Linked DNA regions of Mus musculus: all the other regions are linked to region 3. A link is a contact called in public Micro-C data. All regions are on one chromosome and are shown on one strand. The core of a region is the stretch at or near the end of the contact, and the rest is flanking DNA. Distances in the headings are between cores, read along the strand shown. Region 1 overlaps Pcyt1b (phosphate cytidylyltransferase 1, choline, beta isoform). Region 2 overlaps Pcyt1b (phosphate cytidylyltransferase 1, choline, beta isoform). Region 3 holds the start of Pola1 (polymerase (DNA directed), alpha 1).

Region 1 (2,767 bases), core at 171-2,670, 65 kb after region 3:
TTCCATCTTGCATTCAGGGAAATATCTTAGGAATGATTCCTTCTTGATACACATATATCTGCCCCAGTCAGATATGTGGTGATGTCTGTCATCACTTCTTCATGTGTACACACACTATAGTTAACAAAATGAGAAAAGGGTACTTCTTGGTGTTGAGCCACATTCTGGGCCTTGTTATCCTCCACTCCATGGATTTCTGCTGGCAGAACTTTCATATCAACTATGTGATTTGGGATTCTACATAATCAATGACCTAATTCCAGACTCTAGTGACTTGTGTATTTCAGACCTATGGTCAACTGTTTTTTTTTTTTTCTATCTTGCAATCAGACTAAACTTTTATGATCATAAATTAAATCTGGATTTAAAATTATCAGAGATGAGAAATAGAATTTTTTATGTTGTCTTTTTTTTTAATTCTCATATTTTTGTTGTCAGTCAGCGATGTATAGTGCATAAGTGCAGGTTTTATGTGTCATTTTTTTTGCACTCCAGTAGTAATTATAACATACATTTTATATTGTATCTGATAGCTATCTTTGTGTGCATGTGCATGCATGTGTGTATGTGTGTGTGTTCAGGTATGGGCATGTAGCTGTGCGTGCATATGCACCTGCTTGCACACACACTTGCAGAAGTCTTGCATTTGGAACTGAAGCTGCCCTTGAATTCCTATGTGGCCTAATCTGGCTTGGGTACTCCTGAGCCTTCTGCTTTGGTCTCTCGAGTACACTCCCAGCTATGTAACAGTTTTTGTTTTAGGTAAATATTTGACAAGTCTCAGTAAAAGAGATTCTGGAAAACAATGGCCAATACACAATGTCCTTTCCTTTGCAAAGCCTTTTGGGAGTATAGCTTTTGTATGACTCTGTGGTACAGTTTACAGTACTGGAACACATGACAAATGGGAAGCCCATTTGCAAGCAATGGTTGGGTGTTTTGAAATCCTAAATTAGGCAGGACTCTTTACTGTGGCCTAGAACCAAATCTGTGGTCTTCCAAGGCCTGTGTACATGTGAAGTCTGGGGCACTGGCCATGGCTTCTTATCCCTTGAAAGTCATCAGTCTTCTGATGAACGATCTCTTGTGTCTCATAGTCCCAACTTTGAATGTGGACTATGGTTCTCCAGGGAGGTGTGGTCTATGGTTCTGATGACACCCACTATTCTAGTCACTTGATTTCTATGAATTGTACATTGAAAAGAATGGGACTTTGGTTACAAATATGAAATGATGGGAAATTGTGCTTGCCTTTTTAATTATTATCTTTTCATGTTCTGATAAGGTCACTCTTCACTTTGGTAGACTGCTGCCCCAGAGTCACCTCTCTTCCCTGCCTTTCTTATTTGTTCTTTTATTTGCCTACCTCCCAGACATCTAGCATCAGTTAACTGTGTAGCTTGTGCTAGAAACACTAGAAAAGGTGAGCTGGATGCCTTAGAGTCTGAGCTGAGGCTTGAGGCTTGACAATGGCTATATGCTTCACTAAGTCAGGGTGAAAATATCTGCCATGTACTGCTACTTCTTCAGTTAATTGTTTGAGTTTCCCCTTCTGGATTATCAGGCATTTCAGTATCTTCTTTCTGTGGTCTCCTCATCCTGTCTAGAAATTTGAATGTTTGCTCAGTTCAGAGGGAGCCAACAAAGACAACTGAGTCTAAAGGATCTATCACTGCTATCTGTGGCTTCTTGTCATCAACTGATATCACTATTGCAGACAGGTCCTATATAGTTTGCTAGACGTTGAACCTATCCTACAGAGTTCTTGTACAAACTAAATGAGCAAATATATTTGACACTTTATATGCATCACTGGGTAGACAATCAAAGACTTAGTTATTACACTGTGTTATTGGGCCCCAATTTCATGTCTTAACAAAAGGCCTATCTCCAGAATATATCAGAGTATCCCAGTAAACATTTGGGCTTTGGTAAAGGTTAAAGAATAGATAGGGACCCTCGTAGACATCTAGATAGGTCAAAGGCCAGATTGGCCGATCCTCTCTTCTCCTAGGTGACTCCAGGTATTTTATTCCCAATTGTTCTGAGGTGAACCTATTGCTTGTATGTAGAGAAAATAGAACTGAATAAGCATAGATTCTTTAGACATTAAATGGTTTATTTTGTGTTGAAAGGGAGTTTTTTTTTTTTAATTATAGTCTGATTTGTTCAGACTGAAACAATATTACTTCAAGTCACGGGAACTAGTTGGTATTTTCCAGGCCCTCACCAAATCTTGTTGAATATAGAGTTTAATTACTTTTAAATTAAAATAATAATGTAATAAAAAAATAATAATTTGTAGGGATAGAGGCCATAAAACAACTTTGTGGAGTCTGATCGCTCCTTCTGCCTTTACATAGGTTCTAGGAACTGAACTTGGGTCGCTGGGCTTGCATGGAAAGCACTGTTATCCACTGAGCCATCCTATTGTTCCAATATAGTATCAAATGCTCAACCCAAGGTCTATTCAGCATCACTTTGAAAGGAAATGTTCTGGAAAGCAGGCTTCAACTTGTTTATTTTTGCATTATCCCTGTTCTTTCAAAAATAAACTTTTCCCATGCCAACTGCAGTTACAGATGCTCATCTGTGTTCATGCTGCACACAGAAGCACACATATGCACTGAGGGGTTCTGTCTGTTTTCCTTCTCTTCAGTCTTCCCATTTCCTTACTTCCAGGCCATGAAAATCAACAGCAAAATGCACAGCACACATAAACTATCTTCATCTTTCAGTACAATTTTCCTCTGTTTTAAATGCCAGC
Region 2 (2,933 bases), core at 130-2,629, 120 kb after region 3:
AAAGATAAACCAGGCTTGTGACAGACACAGTGTGGCTTCTGACATGCTGTGGGTGGGGGAGACTCAGCCATTCTATGACCTAGGCTACAAGATACTGCGGTTACACTGGTGGGTTGTGGCCACAGGAAGAACATGGCTTATTTTCCCTCAGTCTTCAGGACTTTTTAAAATGCCCAGTCCTACTCCACAGATGAGACTGGTTTTCAGGCATCTACTCAGCAACTCCAGTCTTGTCCTAACCATCTGATGAGGAAGGAAGGAAGGAAGGAAGGAAGGAAGGAAGGAAGGAAGGAAGGAAGGAAGTGAGCAAGAGATAAGTGAGCTCATTAGGCAAATTTTTTACTTCTCCTCTTCTCTAGTTTTCTGTTGTGTCGCTGCAGTGTGTCTGGGGACAAAGCCATAAGAAGCCTATCTACTTAAAATTCTGCTGTACATAGAAGCCGAGGGCTTGTCTGGATTCAAGAATGATCTTATGCCCAAGCATTTGCTCTGGTGCTGAATAGTGCAAACTACTGGAACCACCCCAACCCTACCACTGAAACCCCTAGACCCAATCCAGTCTCCTGATCCCCAATGGACCACAGTATTCCCAACTTGTTTATAAATAAAGGGACGCAGAGTCACACTTTGGTTGCCTTGTTTATTGTGTGTTGCTGTGTTCCTACCCAGGAGTTCAAGTTGAATGTGCAAAATGCATGCACTCTAGCAGTTGTAGTCACTGCCTGCCCAGCTGTGGCTTCAGCACTTGGAAGGCTTTACCACCCCTTGCTTTCTGCTGAATGGAGCCAAGTCTGGGAGTTGCCAAACGGCAGCCTGCACTGTCCCCCAGCGTTCTCCAAGCTACCACGCTGACCAGGAGAAAAGGCTCACTTCTCACAAAGTAGAAAGCCTCCTGGGATCCCCACAACCTGCAGCGTTGGTTGATGATCTCGCCTCCACATTTGTAGCATGGAGATATAAGGCTCTCAGGGTCCATCTACTGTTATTATTTTGCTATGTTTCTTTAATTTTTAAAATCAGCATAAAATGGTTTTATTATAGCATGTGTGTGCATGCAAGTGGATGCCCGAGGTTAACTTTGGTGTTGTGTCTCAGGTACCATCCACATTGTTTTAGAGGCAGGGTCTCTCCATGCTCTGGATCACACCAGGAGGCTTAGGCTGGCTGCCTTTGCCTCCCCAGTGCTGGGGTTACATGTGCACCACATCTGTTCTTTGTTATTTAACATGGGTTCTACTGTGCTATCTCCCCAGCTTCTCACATGGCAATTTTATACATATATGCAATTATACATTGTCCTCACTGTCCCCATTCCCTGCTCTCCTAGCGTCCCTCCCACTCTTATCGGCCCCCTTCTTTCCAACTTGGGTGCTCTTCAGCTCTCATGCCCCATGCATTCCACTCCCCTTTCTTATCGCTCCTCTCCTGTGAGCTCCATGGTCAATGAGAGATCCTGTTTCAAAAGATAAGGTGGAGAGCAACTGAAGGAGACACCTAATGTCAACCTACATTATACACACAAATATATATGTAAATACGTAGATTCTGTATATTTAAAAAAACACGCAGTGTTTGTCTTTTGGGAGAGAACTTAAAAATACCAAACCCCAAACCCCTAATCATTCAACCGATTAATGGGCTAATGAATTAACTGGACAATTCTCAAACATAAATGGCCACAAGGTATTTGAAAAAGTGTCCAATATCTTTAGCCATGGGGGAAATGCAAACGAAAACTTCTTTGAGATAGCATCTCACTTCAAGAAGAACAGCTACCATCAAGAAAACAAATAACCCATGCTGGTGAAGGTGTGGGGAGGTGAGAAGTGTTCTTCATTGTTGATAGGACTATAAACTGGTGCCACCACTATGGAAATCAGTATGCTGGCTCCTCGTAAACTGAAAATAGAAGGCTTCTCAAGGATAGCTAGGCTTTGACAAGTGGCCAATTCAACTATTTTTCCATCTTAATTCAACTGGGAGCACAGAGACGGAGGCAGAGACACTAAGTCACAGTTCCAAGTGTCAACCCTGAAGGGAGCTGTGGCTGTTGCTCTCAGGGTTTTCATGCATGCCGTTAACCCACACAATTCTGGAGCTTTGAGTAACTCCATCTGGAGCTGGTTAGCTCTGTGAAATGACTGCAGTGCTGAGATTAAAGGTGTGCACCACCGGCAGCACCACTCGGTGACACTTTCCAAACTGTACAACAATTCACATTCATCAAAGTATACCCAGTGAACAGATTCTTCAAGAAACCACCTAACACCAGGAAGTGGTAGCCTTGAATCTTCCCATCTCTGTCAAGAGCTGGGATTACAAGCCTGCACTGCTATGCTCACTAACTACTGAGTCTTTTGTCTGGTTAGAAAAAAATAAGCAATATTCTGTTTTAACATTTGCTACTAGTGATGACCTTGCTTAATGAAATGTCTCTGGAGTCTTGACGTCCACAACGAAGAGTGAATTGGAAAGGTATAAAGGGAGATGTCTTGGCCAAAGAAGAAGTTGGCAGTAAACATTTGAGTGGATAGTCACGTTTTTGGGACACAAAAGTCCAAAAGCATGCAATCTTTGCTTGTAGTTTGTCAACTTAAGTTCTGTCTCTCCTGTCCTTATCCTTAATTCTTAATGCGCTCTGAAAGAAACATCCTTGTTTGGAGCCTCAAAAGCCTTTATGCACTCCTGTAATCCCAGAATGTAAGAGGTTAGTAGAAGGATTGCCACAAATTTGAGGCCACAAATTAGCAAGCAAGCACCAGGCCAGCCTGGGCTGTACGGCAAGAACCTGTCTCCGAAGGAACATATGAAAATCAATTCTGATTCTACCAAGGAAAAATTTAGAATTATCTATCTTACCAACTAATTGATTGTAACAATGTCTTTGAGATAGAGTACTCTCCCTGGACAGGGCCACCATCTCCAATTCTCAC
Region 3 (3,064 bases), core at 167-2,666:
AAAAAAACACCACACACACACAGACACAAGACAATGGGGGAAAACACAAAGATTGAAATAATGTTTTCAAATCACCACTTGGGAGTACTTCTACCCTCCCCCAAAGCAGGCAGGGACAGTAACCTGAAGCGGTCTTCCACATAACAATCTTTTGGCATGCTTTAAAGAAAAATTCCAGTCACAAGTCCCCAGAAAATACTTAATCAACACTGTGACTTAAGAGGGGTCTCAAGATTGCACAGTATCCTCCAAAGAGTGATTTCTTGATGTGCACAGATGGCGTACAGTTTTTTAGGGTGAAAAAAGGACTTAGAAGCAAATGACTGATAGAGGCTGCAGACTGTTCATGTACTTACATCCCACAGCCCATTTGTAATCCAAGCTAGTCAACTCTCCAAAATAATTTGTCTGAGAGAGGAGAGAGAGAGAGAGAGAGAGAGAGAGAGAGAGAAACCTGTGATTTTAAAACTAGCTGAATGCAAAAGAAACTGATTACGAAGCAAGATCTCATTAATGGCAATGCACAGTGAATGGCAGGACATGTGACACTTGGTTAAGAAAGTATCTGATTTTAAGTTAGAACTGAAGTTAAGTCATACTTTAGCTGAACACCGTTTAAAATCAGAATCAGACAAGGCCATCTGCATTTTTGAACTCTACTTCTGGAAATAAAAAATTACTACTCACAAAATGCCTGATATATAGGGCATCCGAAATGCTACTCAACTGATACTTTTTTTCAAACCTCACCCAAAATGACTAGACCTGAACAGTATTTCTATGTAGCACTTGAAGAACTTCCCGTAGAACCTAAAAAAATCTTAACGAAATGCATCTATATCTGGTGACAGCACTTCCATCTCTCACTTCAATGACAATGCTAACAATTTTCCTGGGACTTCCTAGAAACGGAGGCACAGGCATGCTCCAAACCCTCAAACCGAGACCTGCCAAGGGAGCATAGAAACAGTTTCAGGCAGGAGAGAGCAATCCCTGCCGAGGCAGGTTGCCATGGAAGTTGTAACCCACACGTGCTTGCGACTCATCAAAGAAAATGAAAAGAGCCAACGACTGTGAAGCCTGTCATAAGAGAAAGAAACCGCTCAAGCCAAAATACCTTCAGCAAGTGACCCCATCAGGAAGCCCCGTCCCACACCCCTAGGGTCTCCGCCCAGAATGATTAAGGTTGGCGGTCAAACAGACCTAAGGGGCGGTCTAGGAGCGCGCCACCTTCTTAAGGATAAAAAGCAGAGACCTTCCGCTCCCCCTCGATCATACCGCGACCCCCACATTCCCAACCACGTGCCCTAAGCATGGGATCCTCCCTCACCGCTTGCCTCCAGTTTACAGTCCTCTTCGTGCATGGGCGCCATGGTCCGATAGTCTCTCTATTCCGCGCCAACCAGCCTGAAACTGGCGCGGAGGCCAAGATAGGCGCCAGTACGAAAGCCAATCAGCGGCCTGGAAGACTGCGGACTTCCGCCCGGAAGGCCACTGACGTGCGGCGCTGAGCCGCGCCCCGCCCCCGGCCTTCCCGCGGGAGTGCATTTGGCGCCCTGTGATGACCCCTGAGCGAAAAGCGGGAACCTCGGCGAGGACCGGGGAGACCTGGAGAAGGAGGCGGTCGGGAGCTGAAAAGAAACCTCCTAAAGGCACTGCGCAAGCGCATGCACGCTATTTTAACAATCCGTAGGACGCATGGGAAAAGGGGTTCTCTGGTCACGAGAGATATTTTCTGGGAAAAGAAGTGCGGGCGGGTATAAATTGTCTCTCAATTGCTGCCCTCCATCTCTGCCCCCGGCCCCAAAAGAGTGACTTCTTCGACAAATACAATCTGATTCTTGCCCTGTACCTTGTCTCTCTGAGTGTTATCCACCAAAACGTATTTCCCTCAAGCACATAGCTGAAGTGACAGCCTCCAAATGTAACAATCTTACTTCATGACTCACTCCTGATGTGATACAATTGAAAAAGTAACAAAATAACTTGTGTGTTTTGGATTTGTTTTATTTGCTTAGTTCTTTTAAGACAGTTGTTGACAAAAAATAACACTCACCTCAAAGCGGGTGAGGGAGGTTAATCAGTAAACTTTACTCTTGGGAGGCTGAGACAAGAGGGTGGTAACTTTGAGCCCAAAATGAACTTCTAAGTTTGAAGCCAAAGAAGTTCATGCCTCAAAAAGAATGAGAGTTGGATAGACAGAAAGAGAAGCAAAGAAAAAAAAAAGAGGGAAAGTTTAATGAACAAACATCAAAAGGAAATGGTAAATGAATGTTGTCTTAGGCTTTTACTGCTGTGAACAGACACCATGACCAAGGCAAGTCTTACAAAGGACAATATTTAATTGGGGCTGCCTTGCAGGTTCAGAGGTTCAGTCCATTATCATCAAGACAGGAGCATGGCAGCATACAGGCAGGCACAGTACAAGAGGAGCTAAGAGTTCTACATCTTCATCTGAATGTTGTTAACAGAATACTAAGTTCCAAACAGCTAGGAGTAGGGTCTTAAAGCCTCACAGTGACACACCTACTCCAACAAGGCCACACCTCCCTAGGCTAAGCAGATACAAACCGTCACACATGTGTACATACCTAATTGCAAAAAATATATCAAATATTTAGGCCTATAAAACCCATTCCCAAAATGTGTCTTTTGCAAAGATGATTGACTTATAAATGTTTTCTGTTTATAATGCTCTTTTTAATATTGGGAGGATTTAAAGTTCAGGTGGAGTCAGGCTTGGGATTTGAATTATATAACTTTTATATAACTTTGGACTACTTTCAGAGACCTGAGTTTCTTCTTTTATAAGTTGCTTCTACTTATCTAAGGAATTATTGTGAAATTTAGTTGAAATAATATCTGTACAATTCCATTAAGATATCATCATTTGGAGGCAGGCAGATTTCTGAGTTCGAGGCCAGCCTGGTCTATAGAGTGAGTTTCAGGACAGCCAGGACACAGGACACAGAGAAACCCTGTCTTGGAAAAAAAAAAAAAAAGATAACGTCATTTGGACCAGTGAGATGGCTCCAGGGCTATACAGAGAAACCCTGTCTCGGGG

The links. Hi-C and Micro-C count contacts between places; a contact is called where the count stands out from the background.
Region 1: a contact with region 3 is called in a Micro-C map of the G1E-ER4 cell line, with 2.4 times the contacts expected there. The contact joins the enhancer-like site here to the promoter of Pola1 in region 3. A contact is called at or near these places in 10 of 39 promoter capture datasets (the 3T3-L1 cell line, the C10 cell line, the HPC-7 cell line and 5 more), 16 of 484 Hi-C or Micro-C datasets (the G1E-ER4 cell line, bone marrow-derived macrophages, embryonic fibroblasts and 6 more), 7 of 115 datasets of contacts at active chromatin or transcription factors (the SCID.adh cell line, effector CD8 T cells, embryonic stem cells and 1 more) and 2 of 9 other capture datasets (adipose tissue and embryonic stem cells).
Region 2: a contact with region 3 is called in a Micro-C map of the G1E-ER4 cell line, with 2.1 times the contacts expected there. The contact joins the enhancer-like site here to the promoter of Pola1 in region 3. A contact is called at or near these places in 7 of 39 promoter capture datasets (the 3T3-L1 cell line, the HPC-7 cell line, embryonic stem cells and 4 more), 6 of 484 Hi-C or Micro-C datasets (the G1E-ER4 cell line, the MC38 cell line, cerebral cortex and 2 more), 4 of 115 datasets of contacts at active chromatin or transcription factors (astrocytes, bone marrow-derived macrophages, large pre-B cells and 1 more) and 3 of 9 other capture datasets (adipose tissue, embryonic stem cells and liver).

The regions. Positions count from the first base shown.
Region 1 is chrX:93,696,186-93,698,952 of GRCm38.p6, forward strand. All of the region lies in intron 1 of Pcyt1b (phosphate cytidylyltransferase 1, choline, beta isoform), which reads left to right. Among named protein-coding and RNA genes, the nearest start is that of Pcyt1b, 22 kb to the left of the region's middle. Within about 2 kb of position 1,421, at least 1 of the 459 cell types and tissues checked has an H3K27ac peak or open chromatin away from gene starts, as enhancers often do. A contact at or near this core is called in the G1E-ER4 cell line, where this site is marked.
Region 2 is chrX:93,749,327-93,752,259 of GRCm38.p6, forward strand. It overlaps Pcyt1b (phosphate cytidylyltransferase 1, choline, beta isoform), which reads left to right. Exons shown (of 8, transcript NM_211138.1): 8 at 1-622. Among named protein-coding and RNA genes, the nearest start is that of Gm35641, 11 kb to the left of the region's middle. Within about 2 kb of position 1,380, at least 7 of the 459 cell types and tissues checked have an H3K27ac peak or open chromatin away from gene starts, as enhancers often do. A contact at or near this core is called in the G1E-ER4 cell line, where this site is marked.
Region 3 is chrX:93,630,739-93,633,802 of GRCm38.p6, forward strand. Pola1 (polymerase (DNA directed), alpha 1) reads right to left here and starts at 1,417. Exons shown (of 37, transcript NM_008892.2): 1 at 1,331-1,417. The coding sequence starts at 1,373.